Linked DNA regions of Aedes albopictus: region 2 is linked to region 1. The links are chromatin contacts, called in public Hi-C maps. All regions are on one chromosome and are shown on one strand. Each heading gives the region's core, a stretch centred on a gene start, on an enhancer-like site or on the middle of the called end of the contact. The rest is flanking DNA. Distances are from core to core; before and after follow the strand shown.

Region 1 (7,401 bases), core at 3,277-5,776:
TAGTTTAGAGTGCTGGATAAGTTCCACTGCACTAAACGCTCGTTAAAACTGAGAAGATCCTCTTCTGAATTTCTAAGTCAAACTCTTGAAGGAATTTCTGTCTTAGCCCCGAAATCAATTTTTGGTTAAACTTTTGGATAGAATTTAAATTTTGGACGGAACTTATAGAGTAACGCCTGAGGTTCGAAATAACACTGAATCATAACAAGATTTCTGAAATAATGTCTAGAGTTGCTTGGTGATTGTGGAAGCTACTTTTTTGGAATTTGCAAAAAGACGTCTGCCGAATGTTTCGGGGAAACATTTGCTTGAATTTCTAATCAAATTTAACAGAATCTCGTAAAGAAACTCATTGATGTCTGTCGTAAGAAATCAAAACAGATAGATCAGATAAGACGTCCTGGAGATTTTTACGATTGTATTGTTAGAGAATTCAATGGAAAAAATCTTTTGAAAAACTCTGGGTAGAATATTAATCATAAGATTTTTTTAAACACGCAAAATGTTCTTGATCCATTATGGATGACTTTCAGAATAACGGAATTGACGAAATGCCTGAATCAATTATTAATGGAATTTCTGCCGAATCATTTTTTTTGTTGAAAACTATGATTTCCAATCGGAGCACTCGTTGAGAGGGGCGTTATGGGCATAGTTATTGAAGAGTAAAGGGTTTCTTGGTAGAATTTTTAGATTTTTTTGTAGAATACATCGAAATCATTGAAGCTTTCGAAATCCTAAGACTGAGGACATTCTTACTGAAATCCTCACCGAATTCCCAAGGGGTTGTATGGCCAGAAACTCTTATCATACATTTTCCAATGAGTTAATACTTTTCTACACATCTTTTTTTCTACATGTTTCTTTTTTCATAAATATCACCCTTAGGAATATAATTTAGTGGTGATTTAATCAAAAAATTTCACCAGGTTTACTCCATTTGCATCTTTACATAATAAGTTCCATGAATTTTTCAAAGAGCTTCAGAAAAATTTCTTGAAATTCTCTCAAATGACCTTTTGGCTTTTCAGGATTTCTTATATTCAAGATTATGAACTATTTCAAAAGTTCACCAAGAATGCTCCTTTTTCGTAAAATAGTAGACACTCTGATTGATAATCAATTAAAGAACTATTGATCCAAGATGTTTTATTCCAAATTAAAAAAACTAACCTGAGCAGCATGCTCTTGTTAGATTTAGATGTTGTCATCCAAAGTCGTGGATTAGTAATAGTTAAAAATCAATTTATAAAAATAAATGCTCTTCACCAGGAGTGCAACAAAAGTCATGAATAGTTGATTTTCTTCGAAAAAATCAGTCTTTTTATGAATTTAGGCCATCAAAACCATATATTTTGAATTGCGCGGATTTGATGACCTCGGCGCGGATTTAAAATGGCTTGGCGCGGATTTTGCGGTTTCTAAGTCGACACTTTTGTAACAGCCTTGCGTGTGTATCGAAACAACTTTTATATATATTGGAGGACTGAGTTCCAAAAAGTTTGGAGTGTTTTATAAACTAACGCAAACATATTTTGTATGGGACCGCCCCATGGTGCGTCGGTGAGAGTGCACGCCTTAGCATGTCGATATTTAGTGGCTTGGTCATTATTTTAAGTCCCCAAATAAAATTAACAACTTCTCCCTGAATGCCTGTAACTACATATTATGAAAATTTAACCAGAAACTATGAGACAATTCAAATAAATTAGTAAATATGGGACATTTTGAAAAAATTAAGAGTTCTATTATATTTTCATAGGCTATTATAAAAAACCCGTTGTTTTCTTCTTGTAATTCTTCTGAAAATTCCAAGGGGGTACGTAGAGAAATATTTCAAGTATTTCATCAAAATTACTTAATTACTTTCTGTTATTCATTTTTTTTATTTTGAGAGATTTTTTGCAAAAATATTCAAGAAATCATATTTGAAAAATTCTTATTCAATTCATTTGCACATTTTTAAGCATTTGTCTATCTAAGTTTCCATCAAGGTGAAATTCATGACAGAAAACATCCAACAAGTTCTCCAAGATTTTCTTAATTTATTTATTTTTTCTTGACAGAATTTTCATGCCATGCTCATCTAGTTCTGCACAATATATTCTATAAAATTGTAGATACATGCAGCTTTGTACAATTTAAGGAATGGAAGATGAAAGTTTTTCTTGAACATTTTTATTATGCGGTACTCCAGGGATTTCTGAATCAAATTCGTTCTACAATGTTTCCTCACTAAGCATATGTTTGTGCCAAAAGTCACTATTTAGCCACTTTTTTGCTATCTGAAAGTCACTATTTGGTCACTATTTCAAAGATTGTGGTCACTAAAATAACTATTTTGACCATCAGTTCTTGCTACCAGCCCTGATATTGTCATACATTTTAAAGATCGATATTTAATAATAAAAATAAAAACATATTCATATCGCAATTAGTTCGTCTGAAAACAATATCTTCAAAAAGGACCAACACTTTTTGGCCGCATTCGATACAAGTTTTCTCACCGTGCGATAAAAATCTGACAGCGAAATCAGAATGGAAAACACGTGTTTTGAGCTGAACAGCTGTTGAAGTATAAGGCGTTGTTCAGTTGATTACCACGTGCTATGCTAATTCACCACTGCTGAACACAAGTTCAGGGGTGATCATTATTGAGCCATGGGAAGATTATGTTTAGCTTTGGGTGTTGCATCTCACCATCTCTAGGATGGCGCAGATAGGAAGGTATGCGGCTGGCAATCGACAGGTCTCGAGATCTAATCCGGATTTAGGTAATTTTATATGTAATTCTTATTTCATAATAGGTGTTCTCAACATGAGAGCAAATAATTACTGTCGTGAGAGGTCAACATTTTTGTCTTTTATTTATTTTCAGTCATTTTTGCCAAAGCTGAATAACAACTTTCTTGTACATTTGTAAAACGCTTTGAACAACAAAAAATTAAGTTGGTGCACAACATGATGCTTTACAACTTCTCCAAATTTGTGTGAACAAAACCCGAATATAGGTTGTACGTGAAAATAATTCAAATGTTATTCAACATTATGCTGAATTAATTCGTCATAATGGTGCCTGTTAAATGAGTGATTGTTAGTTGGGATAACAAAAGAGAACCATTCCAAAACCATTTAATTAAATGTATAACCAGTAGTGAAACTACAATTGAAAACAATATATTTACGGTACATTTTATTGTTTGAAACCATATGTGTACCATACAATGTACGGTTTATTAAAACCCACGTATCAGTATTTATAACAATTCATTTACAATATAATGTATGGTTTTGCAAAAAAATATATATGAAGAAAAATATGTTTTTATATTGTTACGATACTTAACCACCCGTATAGTATATTGTAAAAATCTTATTTACAATTTACTGTATTGGGTTCTATATTACATTTTATTGTTTTTTGTATTTTTATTTTTACAGTGGTGTCTATTGTAAAAATATGGTTTTAAATAGTACTGTTACAATACAACGTTCGGTTTTTCTACTGTATTTTTTATTCGGGGTGCTAGATGCGAGGCTGGATGTCCATAAAAATGTAAGTTACTGTTTTAAGTATTATCGGCCGGTGCTCGTTTACTAACAAATTAAGGATTTTTATAGGTACTACCGTGGGCACTGTGTAATCGGACAACGCCACCATAGTTCCCGAAAGAGCCCAAGTTACCGAATGCCGCCGTCGCCGGGAACAGATTCAGTCAGAAATGATGTTAAAAGGCCAGAAAGAGGAGAGGTGCTAATGATTTGATGTAGGGTTACCATCTGTCCTGATTTAGCAGGACATGTCCTGATTTTGAACATATTTTGGCGAAAATTTCTTAACAAATCCGATGAGTTTAGCGCATTTTTGGGAAAATACATAAAATGTCCTGATTTTCAATGTCGTGCAGATGGGAGCCCTAATTTGATGCGTTTGTGTTTTACTGCAGATTTTACTAAATAAAACTTTTGCTCGTTTCATTTTGTCGAAATTATTTTCAATGTAAAAAAAAAAACAAAACAAAACAAATCCTAATCATTTTTAACTAAATTACGGTTAAACTATCCACGGTATACCGTGGTTATACTAGAATACGGGTATATTCAAGTTATACTTAGCCAGTATATCCAGCATATAAACGGACTCTGGGGTCAACCAGGCAAAATGGATTTAGTGTGGGATTTATACTAAATAGTTTAGATTATTTTCTGAGTGAGATTGAAAAACGTTTTTGTTTACATCTGCAAGTTTCCCCAGCACCACATTCTCTTTTGGTAAACATACCGCGACGCTCGCACGGGTGACGAGATTAACGAAAATCAATTTCAAGGCAAATCATGATATTTCCAGTGAGGAAATGCTTGCCGTTCGCGCAGAACAGTTTAATTTAGCGAATGATTCTAAAAATTTTCGTCATCTCTTCATTAAATTTGTGAAAGTTATGATAATACGACCCAGGGGGTCTAAAATATATGGGGGTCCAAATTATATTGGTTACCCTATAATAAATCTGCGGTTTTGCTTTGCCCCCATCACTATGTGACATCAGCTGCGCCTCTGCTCGAAGGGGTCGCCAACACACGCACACATCCGCAGTCACGTAAAGTCGCACAAACGTCAAAAGTATCAAAATAAAGCGAAGCTTTCCTGCAAATTTTTGGGTGAGTTTCAAGTTTTCCGCGTTTTTTCTGTGAATTTTACGGAAATTTCAAAGATTTTTCTCACTTTTATATTCAGGTAACCTAGAATCTTTTGACTAGCTTTTGTTGATAATCGAAAAGTGTATTGCCAAGCGCTGAAAACGGCGCAAACGAGTCGACTTCCGTGGCGGAACCCGTAAACAACAAGCCACAGCCATCATGGATCAGATGCAGCTCAGTCCGGGATTTTCGATCCCGAGTATTGGGACGCCGTTGCACCAACCGGAAGAGGACCAGCAAATTCTTCCGCATGCCTACCAACAGCAGCAACAATCGATGCCTCACATGACTCCGATGGGCGGGCTCAGTGCGTACGGGCTGCCCTCCGGAATGAACACACCCGGCAAAAGTATGCACACGTACGCGCCCAGTTTCGCTGCGCCCCAGAGCATGATCCAACCACAGACACCGGTAAGATGATTATGTTCTTCTAACGAATGTCACCAATAATTCTATATTTTATGATCTCCCTCCCAAACAGCAAAGCCTCATGTCCCCGATGGTGCCCATGACGGAGAGCAAAGCTTCGGCCACACCGGTGCACAACAGCGGAGGCAGCGTGCGGGATCCGGACAACATCGGCAGTGTTAACATTCACCAAACGATGGGTCCCGCCACGCCAATGACTCCGATGACCCCGAGCGAACCGGCAATCCTACCGCAGTTGCAGAACATTGTTTCGACGGTGAATCTCAGCTGTAGGCTGGATCTAAAGAAAATTGCCCTGCACGCCCGTAATGCCGAGTACAACCCGAAACGTTTCGCCGCCGTTATCATGCGAATCCGAGAACCGCGAACCACGGCACTGATTTTTTCCAGCGGGAAGATGGTGTGCACCGGGGCGAAGAGCGAGGAGGACTCTCGGCTGGCGGCGCGCAAGTATGCGCGAATTATTCAGAAACTTGGATTTACGGTAAGTGTGTTGGTTTTTACTTGAGTGATTGGAGCCTTTTTGACTCGTTTTTTCGATTTCAGGCCAAATTCCTGGACTTCAAAGTACAAAACATGGTGGGCAGCTGCGATGTGCGGTTTCCCATCCGATTGGAAGGTTTGGTGCTAACACACGGTAAGTTCAGCTCCTACGAGCCAGAGCTGTTCCCCGGATTGATCTACCGTATGGTGAAGCCCAGAATTGTGCTGCTTATATTCGTGTCCGGAAAGGTGGTACTAACGGGAGCAAAGGTGCGGCAGGAGATCTACGATGCGTTCGATAACATTTATCCAATTTTGAAGAGTTTCAAGAAGCAATAACTCGGGGGAGCTTCTTCATTGCACATCTTCAACGATACTTCATTTAGTTTCCTGAGTTGTTTGTTTTTTGACTTCTGAAAGTAATAATGTTCATGCAAATGTATAGCAGTTGTTAATTGCTGAATTGCCATTGATTAGGCAAATTTTCAAAATAAATCAAGACTTATGTAAAAAAAATTTGCAACGTTTTCAGAATGTTGCGACGCGATAACGAGACGATATCATTTTTTACCAAACATGAAACGGTTTCCCCTGAGCAGGATTGTAACTTTAAGCCAATAAATTCGGTAATAGATTTACTTATGAATTAGTAAAGGAAACCTATTATTTTTTGATGACATCAATATTCAATTGACTCGATACATAGTTAGAATAAGAGGAGTAGGATCACTTAGGCAGCGATTTTGATGTGAGTTCGTTTTCGACATAACTAGGAAGGTATTATTTTTTGTTTTCATTTTTTAAAGACTACTAGTCGGCAGCTGAATAGCATTGATACTTCAAAACTAGGCCTTCGATAGGGCAGAACATATTTCTTTTGACACTGCTGTTAACTGACACGGAAGGTTATGACAGAATGTGCGAACATTTGATTTTGTAGTAAGGTCTATCCGGTCTATCTATGTATAGTCTGTTAGGTTCTTGTCAGGTCTCCAGTTAGCCTAGTGGTTAAGGCTATGGATCGCCAATCCGGAGACGGCGGGTTCGATTCCCGTTCCAGTCGAGAAAATTTTCTCGACTCCCTGGGCATAGTGTATCATTGTACTTGCCTCACAATATACCGTGACCGGTCCTAATTCTGCGCAGTCCCTAATTCGGCGCACTTTCTCGAATATACCACAAAATCAGGGACGCTAGTTCAATATTAGCTTCAAATATATTTTTTGAATATTGTTTCAATAGTAATGAAAAAGTTTGTGAAGAAAAATTTTTCAAATCAACGACCAATATTTTGTAAAAAAATAAAATGATGTTGCAAGTGCTGGAAATTGCCTGAAATCTGTGTCCGTTAGCGAAGCTGCTAAAAAGTTGCCTCATGAGCTGAAGCATTTTGCGACATAAATAATGAAGAGAATGTCTACTTTTCCATGCGCATACTGTACAGCTGTCTTCGAGGAATCAGAATCGGCAAAAAACAATTGAGTTTTCTTCTTCTTTTCTTAATTTTCTTGTTCTTCTTAGGTGCGCAGAATTAGGAACCGGTATTAAATAGTGGTCCTAATTCTGCGCAGATATTTCAACACTAAGTTTTGAACATATAATTGATAAACAAACATCATATAAATGTCAACATAGTTATAACTAGGATATTCTATGTTTCTAGCAATCCAGTGAATGTAATTACGTCTCAACAAGTTAGTTTATAAACTTCGAAGACTAATTTACGATTCCACTTTTGATCTGATAGTTCGACCGGACTAACCACTTGTTTTAAACATTTGCTATCAACCT
Region 2 (7,401 bases), core at 2,955-5,454, 370 kb before region 1:
TCTGCAAGAAATTCCGGAGGAACTTCTGCAAGAAATTCCGGAGGAACTTCTGCAAGAAATTCCGGAGGAACTTCTGCAAGAAATTCCGGAGGAACTTCTGCAAGAACTTCCGGAGGAACTTCTGCAAGAAATTCCGGAGGAACTTCTGCAAGAAATTCCGGAGGAACTTCTGCAAGAAATTCCAAAGGAACTTGTGCAAGAGTTTCCGGAGGAGCTTAGGCAAGAATTTCCGGAGGAACTGCTGCAAGAATTTCCGGAGGAACTTGTGCAAGAATTTCCGGAGGAACTTGTGCAAGAATTTCCGGAGGAACTTCTGCAAGAATTTCCGGAGGAACTTGTGCAAGAATTTCCGGAGGAACTTGTGCAAGAATTTCCGGAGGAACTTCCGGAACAAATACAAGAAACTTACCCCGTGGGAGCCTTTCCCAGCACGCCCTCCTCGAAGAGCTTGGTATCCTCGGTCACCTTCTGCACCTGCCGCCTACCACCAATCAACTGATCCAACAGCAAGCTGGACAATTCCTCCTGGCCGTCATTACTGGACAGCGTAAACACGATACCCAACCCACGGGACGCCACATCCTGGACCAATTCTGAAAAATATGTTCACGATTAGTTCCCGCCGGATCTTGTCCAAACCAAGTCACAAACCATTATCCTCCGACAGCAGATCGGTCAGCGCCAGCTGCAGAATCTGCCGATTGTCCACGATCGGTTTCCGCTTGCTGCAGTTCTTCACGATGGCCAGCAACCAAATGGCACAGGCCTGTTTCAGATAGGCATGCGGTTCGTTAACCTTCCGGACCAGCTCGATCAGGAACCAGGTTAGCGTTTCGTCGCTGACGTTTCCTTGTGAGTCCTGATCGGCCTGGCGATCGCCGGTCGATAGGCCCTGCAGGGTGTAGACCAGGGCTTGACCCATGGCGATGTTCAGGGCGGGATCCTTGGTCAACTTGAGCAGCTTGAGGAAGCCTTCCAGGAGGCGTTTGGCGAAGAAGTCCGGATCACCTACGGCGAGGTAGCCCAGGCAGTGGGCGACGTCCTCGCGGATCTTGGCTTTGGTGTGGCCGCTCTGAAGCAGGGTCATCAGGGATTCGAAAAGTGAAGACTTGGTGGGCGATGAGGAGTCCGCGTCCATTTGGTTCTCCGATGGGGGTGTTGCAGGGAGCGGGAGCTGGGAGGTGGAACCGATAAGGCTGAGACTTTTTATGGACGCTGATTGGAGAAGGGACTGCTGATCGTTCAAGAGGGATATGAGGAGCGAGACAAGATCCTTGTAGACTTGCCAGTTCTGGAGGGCAGGGGTGAGGAGAAGTTTTCGGTGGATGGCGTTCGAGGCGGCCAGGATGGAACCGTGGCGGTTTTCAAGAGATTTGTTGGCGAGGGCGAGGAGATCCTTGACTTGCTTTTCCAATTCTGATTCATCGCTGTTGTAAGCCAGGAGGACTCCGTAGACCTTGGCGATCAAGGCTCGAGTGGGTTCGGAGATTTCCTTGAGTGACGCACTGAGGGTGGCCAGAAGGTCCTTGTTTTCCGAAGCGAGGACCTCCGGAATTCCGTTGACCAGATCGTACAGACAGGTAAGTTCAGTGATGCCCTTTCGGACGATGATCAACCTGCGGATCAGATCGTTGTATTTGAGAATCACTTCAGTATTACCCGGTTCAGCAACAAAGTGTTTTAAGAAACCTGTCAGCTTGATTAGTTCTTTGTCATCGTTGGGATGGGTGTTGACTCCGGCATTAAACAACAGACAAATCCTGAGGTAATCCAGTACCTCGATGTAGGTGTCGAAGTTATACGGCAGCTTGATCTTCCCGTACCCAGGACGATCCATGATCGTGGCGGTCTTCCGCTCGGACTTCATCGCAACGTACTCAGCCATGTCCCGAAAGCAGGGCAGAACGATTTTCTTGGGCTCATTGGTAGCGGAAAACGGGTTCTTCGACTCCGGTTCCGACGATTCCCCTTCGTAGTCTTCAACGGACATGATCGAGCCGTAGTTGATGTGATCTTTCTTCGACACCCCGTACAAGTAGGTCGTCATCATCTCCCGCAGCTGGGCACTGCCACCACAGATGATCAGCAGCAAATATCTCGACGGGACGTAATAATCCGGAAAGCAGGTCATCAAGAACACCGACGCCACGTTCTGAACAATCGTCAACTTGGATTCGGCCTTCTCACCCAGCAATCCCAAGAGCAGAATTTGATTCGAATTTGGAATGAACCTCCCATTTGCCGTAAGAACCTTATCATTCTCCCCCTTGGGTAACTCCGCGTCACCGGCCACTCCCTTAGGCTGCTTCCGCCAGTCGAAAGCCTGAGCAACAGCCACCAGGGCTTCCCGAATCGAAGAATGCAGCTCCGGAGGACCTTGCGAAAGATGATCGAAATAGGAAGCCACCAATTGCACGTCCTGATTGACCGTCGTCGGACACACGATAGCCAGCTGGGCCAAAGCGTTGTACGCCGCATTTTGAACCTCAGTCACCTCTTCCGACGATGCTCCAATGAGCTTCGATATTCCGGTCAGCAACACCTTGGACAGCTTGTTGATCAATTCCGGTTGACCGCTGATAAAAAAAACACTGATCAGTCGAGATCAACACACCCACGATCAACCCCCCAAACCTACTTGGTAATCAACTTCTCCGCAAACTGCAGCGCCAGAACCTTGCACTTCTGATTGGTGTTCTCCCCGAAAAGTGCCTCGAAGATGACCTGGATCCCCTTGGCGGTGATGATTCCATTGCCGCGACATTTGAGCAAATGTTGGAACAACTTCTGCCGGACTCGGGTGCTCACGGGGCTGGTCTTTCGGTCGGGTATTTTGGACCCGTTACCCGAGAACAGCATGTAGAGCGGTGCCGACAGCTTTGGGTCCGTCCAGTCGAGAGATCTGCAAACAATGGTAGAAATTAGTGACTTATTTTCTTCACTTATAAAGGAGTTTCCAAGGCATATTGACCGAGATTTTAGGAAACTTTTTCACGGTTATTTGATACCAAATGATTCCCACATGAGCTACTCACGAGCAAATCTTGTTCAGCTCCCCAATGGCCGGGGTGGCCACCGAGAACCGCGTATCCGCCGAAGCCACAATCAAATGAGCCAACGTTTCCGTCTCCGGGAAAATCCCTCCGCACAGGAACCGCACGATTCCCTTCTTCAGCTGTTCCAACTCTTCCGCCTTCAGTTGCTCCGTGGTAACCCGCTTGAAGCTGTAGGTACTCATCCCCGGTGGAACCTCACCGTCCTGGGTGGTTCCGTATGGCAACAGCAACACGTCCATCAGAATCGACAACAGCTGCTGTTTGGTGTGGGGCTTCCCCGAGAGCCCCAGGAGTTCCGAACGACTTTCCGGATTCTCCGGGATTTTTATCTCACCCAACAGCGGGAGGACCAACATTAGGATTCTAGAACGGGGAGGTTGTTACTTTCAGAAAGGAAATATATTCAGTCGGTTGGTGACATTACTTATCCTGATGAGGTTCCGGTTTTCCCTCCAGGCAGTTCATTAGCTGGGGAGCCATTTCCGTCTGTTCTTCTATGGTCAGCCGAGGGAAGCCCATCGTCACGTAGATGATTGCGAAATTCTAAAAAGAAAAACTTTAAATAAAAACAAAATCTAATCCTAATTATGCTGGGAATCCCATTACAATCAAAAACGTCGAACTGGATTGCTGGTACTGCTGCAACAGCGGCCCCAGCGGCAGCTGGATCTGGTTGCGCGACTTCAGCCGCTTGTTGATGTGCGTCAGGATTTCCATCACCTTCTTGCGGACCGCCTCCGACTGGGACGTGATCTTGATCAGGACCGGCGTCAGGAACTTCGTTACCGTGTTCTGCAGCTGTTCGTCCGTGTCGGCACAGCCGAGCCGCAGCAGGACACGTTCCAGCAGTTCTGTGGGATGTGAATTATTTATAAGCACACAATGACCAAAAAGGAACAGCAAAAACAAAATGCCGTGTCATTGGAGTGTCTGGAAATTTAAAGTCAATAATTTTCTCGAAAATCGAACGCCCTACCTAATTCTTCTTGCGGATTGGATCCCATTGTTGTTCAACTACTGTTTCCAACTATTTTCACAGTAAATTCAGTCAAATTTTCACGAAAAACGTTAAAAATGTGCACTAAACTTTGCAAAACTCTCGCGGAAAATATTTTGTTTTCCTTTTTGCACAACGATAAACGTCAAAACGTCAGATGCAAGCGCAGCATGGGCGTCAGGGCGTCACCGAAAAGGAAGGAGCACCGCTGTGGAGCATCAACAAACCGACGAGGGATGATTCGCAGGCAATCGGCTTTACCGTTTCGCACTTGTTTTCGCTGTTGAAACGGTTTTCAACCAGGATGAAGCTCGTGCTCGTAGTGAAGAGAAATCTAATATACCGCATTTAGTTCACCACTGGACTGCGAACTGCGACTTCATAAGTGCGAAAACGTAAATAATAGTGCGCGTTTGCATCAAATCAGGTTGATGTCTTCGGCGCACTATTTCTTCAATCTATGGTGAACAAGAGCTCTGAAGACACCCAGTTGATTTGATGCAATCGCGCACTTTTATTAGCGTTTTCGCACTCGTGAAAACTAGTGCGATAGTCCAATGGTGAACCAAATGCGCTATATTTTATATCTATCTATCTATCTATCTATCTATCTATCTATCTATCTATCTATCTATCTATCTATCTATCTATCTATCTATCTATCTATCTATCTATCTATCTATCTATCTATCTATCTATCTATCTATCTATCTATCTATCTATCTATCTATCTATCTATCTATCTATCTATCTATCTATCTATCTATCTATCTATCTATCTATCTATCTATCTATCTATCTATCTATCTATCTATCTATCTATCTATCTATCTATCTATCTATCTATCTATCTATCTATCTATCTATCTATCTATCTATCTATCTATCTATCTATCTATCTATCTATCTATCTATCTATCTATCTATCTATCTATCTATCTATCTATCTATCTATCTATCTATCTATCTATCTATCTATCTATCTATCTATCTATCTATCTATCTATCTATCTATCTATCTATCTATCTATCTATCTATCTATCTATCTATCTATCTATCTATCTATCTATCTATCTATCTATCTATCTATCTATCTATCTATCTATCTATCTATCTATCTATCTATCTATCTATCTATCTATCTATCTATCTATCTATCTATCTATCTATCTATCTATCTATCTATCTATCTATCTATCTATCTATCTATCTATCTATCTATCTATCTATCTATCTATCTATCTATCTATCTATCTATCTATCTATCTATCTATCTATCTATCTATCTATCTATCTATCTATCTATCTATCTATCTATCTATCTATCTATCTATCTATCTATCTATCTATCTATCTATCTATCTATCTATCTATCTATCTATCTATCTATCTATCTATCTATCTATCTATCTATCTATCTATCTATCTATCTATCTATCTATCTATCTATCTATCTATCTATCTATCTATCTATCTATCTATCTATCTATCTATCTATCTATCTATCTATCTATCTATCTATCTATCTATCTATCTATCTATCTATCTATCTATCTATCTATCTATCTATCTATCTATCTATCTATCTATCTATCTATCTATCTATCTATCTATCTATCTATCTATCTATCTAACAAACTGAACCCTACTATATATATATATATATATATATATATATATATATATTTCCAGCCTGATTTCATCAATAAACGTTCCTAACAGCTTCAATTACGTCGTGAGCGAACATCATGAAAAGCATTGTTCCAATTCCAACGATACACAGTAGTACGTATGTAGTAGCGTTAATAAAATTAACATAACAAACGGCACGCCACAAAGTCTGTTCCGTTCTGCCCCACTACTCATGGTCCTGCTTGGTGCACTTGGTCGCCGGAACTATACCCTCCCTGCTCCCATTACCATACTTGCAAGGATTCTCGCAAATACAATTATCACTTCATTGCCGTTCGCTGCCGGCTCGGCTAGGCTATAGTTCTATAACCTAAATGCCGCATGGCATGGGAGGCAAAACAGAAAAGAGAGCAAAAAATCTAGCTGCTCCGCATATTTTGAAACTGATCGCTCCCCAGGAGCATATGAGCTACTAGGGAAAGCTGGTTTAAAATGCACCTTTACGAGGTGAACCAACTAACTTTCATACTCGTGTGGAAGCAACTGAGCTTCCCGTTCAAGAGCAGTGAAATTCCACGACATTTTGCGATGCAAAATTGGTGACAGTGTTGCCAGTTCATCAATAGGCTCTTAAAATTAAAAACGAAATCCCGTTTTCATTAAATAGTACGATCAAGCATGGTATTCTAAACCGACTAGAGGGGAAAAACAAAATTGTTACAGGTTGTGATATTTTGTTATAATGATTTTTGTACCACCGCACCGGTTGTTATAAAAAAAAAAACAAAAAATCTAACAAAACTCGTTCCAATTCAAACAAAAATATAACAAGTTGAGATATAATCATAACAAGATTATATCAATTTTTTTTAGACTTAACATGCGAAATCATAACGAAACTATAACAAGTTCTGTTATATATTTCAGAACAAATTTGTTACAAATTTTGTTATCAATTTCTTGGTTCATGTGACTAAAATAACACAAATTATCAATCTTTTTCGGAACAATACAAAAAATGTTACAAATTCTAACTAATAACTTCGTTACCAAAAATTTACAAAGATTGCAATAAACGTGTTACCAAATTATGTTAGAGGCAATAATATTATAATGCATAACATAACAAATGTTGTTATACATCTGTTTGAATAAGTAAAACAAATTTTGTTATAATTTTGTTTCTAAAATAATAACAAATTTTGATACCATTTTGTTATGATTATTCATAATCCTTATAACAAAATTATATCAACTTCTGTTATTTCTAACAACGGTTGTTATAATTTTTTTATTATCTTGTTAGGTGCTTCTGGTCGGGAATCGAAACTGTACTTTTCCCAAGCTCGAAAAATGAAAGAATAGTAAGAAACTTTGAAATAAGTAAAATGGTAAACAGTTTTAGTTTGGCATTTGAGGTCAACTTTGACGTGATGGGTTTCGACATTTTTCTTACTGGGGATTCCAAAATGTTTTTATCTGACATACACGCTGAGAAACAATCACTCAAAGTATGCATTATAAGCTAGGAGATGGACAAAAGATATAAAAATTATATTTTTAATCACGAAAAATAATAACTTCAAATATGAGTAAATATATACTCTTGGACCATATGTTATGGTTTAAACTAAAAATCTAGATAGGGCTTTAGGAACCTATCGTGAGTATGTGGAAATGGATAAAAATAAATGTAATTATTAAACAAAGTTAAT

What was found. Hi-C and Micro-C count contacts between places; a contact is called where the count stands out from the background.
Region 2: a contact with region 1 is called in a Hi-C map of whole body, with 3 times the contacts expected there. The contact joins the promoter of LOC109421918 here to the promoter of LOC109421920 in region 1. A contact is called at or near these places in 2 of 3 Hi-C or Micro-C datasets (whole body and whole pupa).

The regions. Positions count from the first base shown.
Region 1 is chr3:345,747,286-345,754,686 of AalbF5, reverse strand. It overlaps LOC109421920 (TATA-box-binding protein), which reads left to right and starts at 4,526. Exons shown (of 4, transcript XM_019696500.3): 1 at 4,526-4,659; 2 at 4,736-5,109; 3 at 5,180-5,611; 4 at 5,674-6,269. The coding sequence starts at 4,858. The coding sequence ends at 5,949. It overlaps LOC109421921 (protein preli-like), which reads right to left. Exons shown (of 5, transcript XR_009998505.1): 5 at 5,906-6,023.
Region 2 is chr3:346,119,263-346,126,663 of AalbF5, reverse strand. LOC109421918 (proteasome-associated protein ECM29 homolog) reads right to left here and starts at 4,204. Exons shown (of 10, transcript XM_019696498.3): 1 at 4,033-4,204; 2 at 3,663-3,907; 3 at 3,481-3,599; 4 at 3,036-3,419; 5 at 2,639-2,902; 6 at 652-2,576; 7 at 410-593. The coding sequence starts at 4,060.